2 separate regions of the Danio rerio genome follow, and region 2 is linked to region 1. The links are chromatin contacts, called in public HiChIP or PLAC-seq maps. All regions are on one chromosome and are shown on one strand. Each heading gives the region's core, a stretch centred on a gene start, on an enhancer-like site or on the middle of the called end of the contact. The rest is flanking DNA. Distances are from core to core; before and after follow the strand shown.

Evidence for each region. HiChIP or PLAC-seq counts read pairs in DNA pulled down with a chosen protein or histone mark.
Region 2: a contact with region 1 is called in an H3K4me3 HiChIP or PLAC-seq map of gastrula embryo, with 4 times the contacts expected there. The contact joins the promoter of arhgap40 here to the promoter of fam210b in region 1. A contact is called at or near these places in 3 of 4 datasets of contacts at active chromatin or transcription factors (caudal fin, embryo and gastrula embryo).

The regions. Positions count from the first base shown.
Region 1 is chr6:62,743,393-62,747,141 of GRCz12tu, forward strand. It overlaps fam210b (family with sequence similarity 210 member B), which reads right to left and starts at 1,672. Exons shown (of 3, transcript NM_001033751.2): 1 at 1,055-1,672. The coding sequence starts at 1,354.
Region 2 is chr6:62,862,408-62,865,918 of GRCz12tu, forward strand. It overlaps arhgap40 (Rho GTPase activating protein 40), which reads left to right and starts at 1,979. Exons shown (of 16, transcript XR_012408317.1): 1 at 1,979-2,156.

The sequences.
Region 1 (3,749 bases), core at 422-2,921:
ACAGAACTAGAGGAATCAGTCCTGTTCAAACATGAATAATCTGACATCATCATCATCATCATCATAACCCAAAACAAGCAGCACAGAAAGCTGCACCATCACTGTAACATGGTAAATAACACCATAACACCGAATTTACACAATGAGCAGAGCAGACTGACAGAAAATTAAGAAAAGAGAGTGCGTGTGTGCAGGCAGAGGAAGTCAAAAGGAGACTACTACAGTGTTAACAAGACATGAGTGTGTGTGTGTACGTCAGAATGATGATATTAAACACGCGAGAACACACACAGAGAGATCTACAGTATAAACACACACACACACACACACACACACACACACACACACAACAACAACCACCACAAACACTCGTTGAAAGTGAAAACCAACTATGTGAAGTAAACTCTCAACACAACAGAACCCTGTAATACGAGCATGTTAACAAACCCTGAAATAAACACCACTGATGAACAATAACCAGCGACTTATCGACTATTATAAACACACGAGAACACACACACACACACACACACACACACACACACACACACACAATCAACAAACACACACCAATGACTGTAAAAAAGTACACACACACACACACACGCACACACACACAAGCATAACACACGCTAACTGAAAACAACGCACATGAAGCAAACTACCAACACAATGTCAGTAAACAACACTAATAAACAATATAAACCAACATTAAACATGTGAGGACACACACACACACACACACACACACAAGCGCGCGCGCGCGCACACACACACAAACAAACACACACACACACACACACACACGTTTAAACTGAAAACAAAGCGCATTTATGGTTACTCTATAGCATGCACATGTCAGTAAACAAACACCCGACTAACAATAACCACCGACTATTATTATTAAATACGTGAGAACACACACACACACACACACACACACACACACACTCGCTTAAACAAAAAAAAACAAAGCGCATTTTATGTAACTCCTCAGCATGCACATGTCAGAACACAATAATAAAGCAGCCCTCATAACAGCAGCAGGACTCACCGAGCGAATATCCGCCGCGCGCTCGTGTTTCTCCGGTGTCGTTAACGACCGTCTTGGTTGCATCACGAATGAAGACCTAACTGATAAAAGCGGCCGAAGTTTCCCGGTGTTTGTGTCGCTGGTGAATCCTCTACACCCGGTCACCGAGAGCACCGCCGTCCGCCATCCGCCAGCGTGATCCTCCAGCAGAATGTGGCGTACGGAAACCGCCGGTGATCTCCGGTAAACACGGCGGCAGCAGCAGCCGGTAAACACGAGCCGCTGCAGGACTGAAGGAGCTCCAGAAACGCGCTGAAACATCGCTCCGACATGAACGGAGAAACGGGGGATATGAGCCTGTGCAGATCCCGCCTCAGCTGATCGGTGACCCGCCGTTAAGATCCGCCCCCTCCGCTGGAGACACTCACTGTGTATTGTAGTACTGATATCGTGTTGAATGTAAGCGCGTTTTGATTTCGGTTGTTAAATGATCTTCAACACCTCCTCAAATGTTTGCAGTTTTAAAATCAATATCTATATTATATGATCAATATCATATCTGCGCCCACAGGAAGCGTGAGACATCCCTCCCTCTTCTGTGGTTGACATTTCACCCACACTTCAGTTCAGGTGGACAAACTGAGTCACTGGAGCTCACACGTGTTTATTCAAGAGGACAAGAGTGCTATAAGAGCTGTAACAGCACCGCAGGGCGGCGCCATATATCGAAATTAGCACACATTTGCATATCATATAAGGCAATGGCAGAGCCAGAGCCCCTGTTATGGGTTTCTGCGAATGATCTCACAGCTCAGCTCTGAGTGAATAAAAACATCCAGCTGAGGTTTAAATCTGAAGGTGCAGCCTGTTTAAAACTATTGATACATTAGTAATATATTTGACTCAAGGTTGAATGAATGGGACCTGGGGGGGATGGGCTAAATCAGAGGACTTACTCTTGTCCCCGGGGCTCAATTCCAAATGGAACCAAAACAATCCATTACATACATTTGGCTTAAAATTGGCAAGCAAAATTCGGGACATTGCAACCTGCAGAAGCTGGGAACTTAAAAAAAAAAACAAGTCGAAAACGAATAGAGTTGGGTTCGGATCTTTTGTTAGATCACATCAACGTTAATATCAATACATCACCAAATATGTAGCTCCAGTTCTGGTAAAATGAGATCACGCTTTCACTTCAGACATTAGCGGAGGCGTGGGGGATCACAGGACTGATCATGACTGAAGATGTTGATCACTGACAGATGGAGATTCGGCTGAGGGGAATAAAGGGTTAATGTTTATTTTCACAACAACAACACAGTATAGCCAACCGTGTGCTGTGTGTGTTCCTGTGCTCCTATACTGTAAAAAAAATTAACTTACAGTTTTTTTTCCGGCAGGAAAAAAAAAAGTAAAATAAGATACGATAAATTACAGACATTTACCGTAAAATAACATGCAGTAAATTACAGACATTTACCGTAAAATAACATGCAGTAAATTACAGACATTTACCGTAAAATAACATGCGGTAAATTACAGACATTTACCGTAAAATAACATGCAGTAAATTAAAGACATTTACCGTAAAATAACAGAAGGTAAATAACAGACATTTACAGTAAAATAACATGCGGTAAATTACAGACATTTATAGTAAAATAACATGCGGTAAATTACAGACATTTACAGTAAAATAACATGCGGTAAATTACAGACATTTACAGTAAAATAACAAAAGGTAAATTACAGACATTTATAGTAAAATAACATGCGGTAAATTACAGACATTTACAGTAAAATAACATGTGGTAAATTAAAGACATTTACAGTAAAATAACATGCGGTAAATTACAGACATTTACTGTAAAATAACATGCGGTAAGTTAAAGACATTTACAGTAAAATAACATGCGGTAAGTTAAAGACATTTACAGTAAAATAACATGCGGTAAATTAAAGACATTTACCGTAAAATAACATGCAGTAAATTACAGACATTTACCGTAAAATAACATGCAGTAAATTACAGACATTTACCGTAAAATAACATGCGGTAAATTACAGACATTTACCGTAAAATAACATGCAGTAAATTAAAGACATTTACCGTAAAATAACAGAAGGTAAATTACAGACATTTACAGTAAAATAACATGCGGTAAATTACAGACATTTACAGTAAAATAACAAAAGGTAAATTACAGACATTTATAGTAAAATAACATGCGGTAAATTACAGACATTTACAGTAAAATAACATGTGGTAAATTAAAGACATTTACAGTAAAATAACATGCGGTAAATTACAGACATTTACTGTAAAATAACATGCGGTAAGTTAAAGACATTTACAGTAAAATAACATGCGGTAAGTTAAAGACATTTACAGTAAAATAACATGCGGTAAATTAAAGACATTTACCGTAAAATAACATGCGGTAAATTACAGACATTTACCGTAAAATAACAGAAGGTAAATTACAGACATTTACTGTAAAATAACAGAAGGTAAATTACAGACATTTACTGTAAAATAACAGAAGGTAAATTACAGACATTTACCGAAAATTTAAATTAAGGAAATTTCTGTAATTTAAAGTCCGGTATTTTACGGTTAATGTCTGTAATTCAATGGCTTATTCTATATATTTTTATCCACCCTAGCTGCCGGAAAAAAACGGTAAAATCATGGATTTTTTTAACAGTGTAC
Region 2 (3,511 bases), core at 729-3,228, 120 kb after region 1:
TTCCATTCTGGTGTTTCTATTACTATTACTTGTACTACTATTAATTGTATAATTACGGCTGTGTAGATAAAAGAATGCCTCCACTGTGTCCTAAAGGTGAGAATGACGGCTGAATATCCCAAATATGTGAATCATTTCTTCAAAAAATAAAAAATAAATAAATAAAAAACTTTCGAGATGAACATGTGAGGTAGAGAAAGCGATTTATCCATTTAATATAGATCTGCTATGAAGTGCTCATTTGTATAATCAATAATTCAGGGTGCTGGTGAAACAGATATAAAAAACACGACACTGAGAGGTCATCTGATAAAACAAAAACTATATTATTATTACAAAATGACGCACGCATATTAATACAGCTGTTCTGTGTCAGGTAAATCAGTTCTGCTGAAATTCAACATTTTAACCCAACTGGATGAGTTATAATATAAAAAAACAAATAAAGGTTATAAATAACCCAACAAGCACCAAATATTAAACTAACTGGTTGAGTTATTAATAAATAACCTAATAAATGTTAAAAATACCACAAACAAAGCACCAAATGTGTTTAACTCGGCCATTAGGGTTAAATAAATAACTCAACGTATTTTAGTGTATAATAAAGGGATTAAGCCGAAAAGAAAATGAATGAATGAATGAATGAATGAATGAGTGAATGAATGAATGTATGAATGGATGGATGGATGAATGAATGGATGGATGAATGGATGAATGGATGGATGAATGGATGAATGGATGAATGAATGAATGAGTGAATGAATGAATGTATGAATGGATGGATGGATGAATGAATGAATGAATGGATGGATGGATGAATGAATGGATGGATGAATGAATGGATGGATGAATGGATGAATGAATGAATTAATGAATGGATGAATGAATGAATGAATGAATGAATGAATGAATGAATGGATGGATGGATGAATGAATGAATGAATGAATGAATGAATGAATGAATGGATGGATGAATGAATGGATGGATGAATGAATGGTTCCGTTATTAATAAATAATAAAGGTTAAAAATAACCCAACAAAGCACCAAATATTTTATTATTATTATAACCTTTATTTTACCAGGAATAACACTTTGAGATTAAAAATCTCTTTTACAAGAGCGTCCTGGCCAAGATTAGGCAGAACACAAGTCACATGAGTCCAACAGACAACAAACAAAAAACAATTAACATTTAACATGAATCACACTGACAAACTATTCCAAACATCTACAAACCTGTGCTTCATCTTTTATAGTCTTTTTAAAAGCATGCAGAGGAATCAAGCAACTGTGTTTGCAGATTATTCCAAGTAAAAGGTGCTGCGTACTTAAAAGCCTTTTTGCCCATCTCAGTCCGCACTTTAGGAACAGACAGTAAATAACTCTGTGACCGAAGACCATTAAGAACAGGCTTTTTACAAATGTAATGCTGGAGATCTGATAAGACCAACCTATACTAGTTTAACCCTATTTAACCCAACTGATTGAGTTATTAAAAAAAATAACATATTAAAGGTTAAAAATAACCCAACAATGCACCAAATCTGCTCAACTCAACCACTGGGTTAAAACTCAATGTTTTTAGTGTATTCATGCTCTCTCTCCCTTTCTCTCACACACAAACACTCATCCACACACACACACACACACTTTCTGATAATTAAAAATAACTGCTATAAATGTGTAATATTTAAAAGAGCACTCTAAAATAATGCCTGGTTATTTTAACCCATCTAGAGACTGCTGGGTTAATTTCATGTTAATTAAATGATTAGGACTGAACTGAGCCCTATGTTCGGGTTAACCCATATTTTACCCCAATATGAGATTAAATAACCCAGCAGCACATCTCAGAGTGAGTGTGAATGCATCTTTGATCACTCGCAGCGGTCACGATCAAACTACCTGGCGCGTGACACACACACACTCGCGCGCGCACGCACACACACACAGAGGCCGTGACGTCATGCGATGATTCGGCCTCAGCACCATCTGTGTGTCTGTCAGACAATAGCGGCTCGTGCTCGTGTTCCTCCTCGTCTTCAGCGCTATCACAGCAACATATCATCATCATCATCATCATCATCATCACTATAAGATCTTCGAGCTCAGATCTGCGGCGGGTCGTGTGGAGCTCTGCTCGGCTCTCAGGTCAGACCAATACTGTGCTTTTGATCGCTTTATTCATGCGCGTTATCGCCGGATATTGACACCTGATCAGTGCAGCAGCGGTCGGGTGTATGGCAGAGAGGGTGTAAATGTGGGATCGGGCTCTGTTTGCGCCACATCGCTCTCGTTTAGCCACAGACCAGCGCCTTTTTCCGCGTTGCCGGTTGCTATGGGCAGGAGACCTGTTGCTATGGGCGCGTGCCTTTGTCTGCTGGACAGAAACAATAACAGCAATGCAGCGCTGCACACACGTGTGTGTGTGTGTGTGTGTATGCGTGTGTGTGTGTGTGTGTGTGTGTGTGTGTGTGTGTGTGTGTGTGTGTGTGTGTGTGTGTGTGTGTGTGTTGATTTTGCTGCTTTAAGAGGACAGAAATGTGTACAATAGCACGAGTCTTCTCTATATTTACAACATTGAGATGCTTTATGATGACATGCATTGTGTGTGTGTGTGTGTGTGTGTGTGTGTGTGTGTACTGGTTTTGATGTTTTATGAGGACAATGGCATGGTTATGATGGGTATTATAATACTGAGGTGGTTTTGAGGAAATGTCCTGTGTGTGTGTGTTTGTAATGGTTTTGGTGTTTTACAAGGACATACGTGTGTATAATGTGTATATTGACATGGGTATGATATAGCTTTATGAGGTTTATGAGGACCATTGTGTATCATGACATTGTTATGATCTAGGTTTTACAAAATTAAGGTGGTTTATGAGGACATACATTGTGTGTGTCTCTGTGCGTGCGCGCATGTGTGTGTAATGGTTTTTGTGTTTTATGGGGACAGAAATGTGTATATTGGCATGGTATAATATCGGTATTACAACATTAATGGGATTTATGATGACATATTTTGTGTGTGTGTGTGTGTAATAGTGTCTGTAAAACTGGTTTTTGGTGTTTTACGAGGACAGAAATGTGTAAAATGTGTATGGGTATGAAATGGGCAGGTGGTTTATGATGACGTGTGTGTGTGTTTGTGTGTGTGTGTGTGTGTGTAAGAGTTTGTGTAATACTGGTTTTGGTGGTTTATGAGGACTAATGTGTATAATGACATTGGTCTGATCTAGGTATTCCAACATAAGGTGCTTTATGAGGACATATATTGTATGTGTGTGTGTGTGTGTGTGTGTGCATGTAGGAGTTTGTGTACCACTGGTTTTGATGGTTTATGAGGACAGAATTGTGTATAATGTGTATAATGACATTGGTATGATATCAGTATTTTACATTAAAGTAATTTATGATGATATATTGTGTGTGTGTGTGTGTGTGTGTGTGTGTGTGTGTGTGTGTGTGTGTGTGTGTGTGTGTGTAATAGTGTCTGTAATACTGGT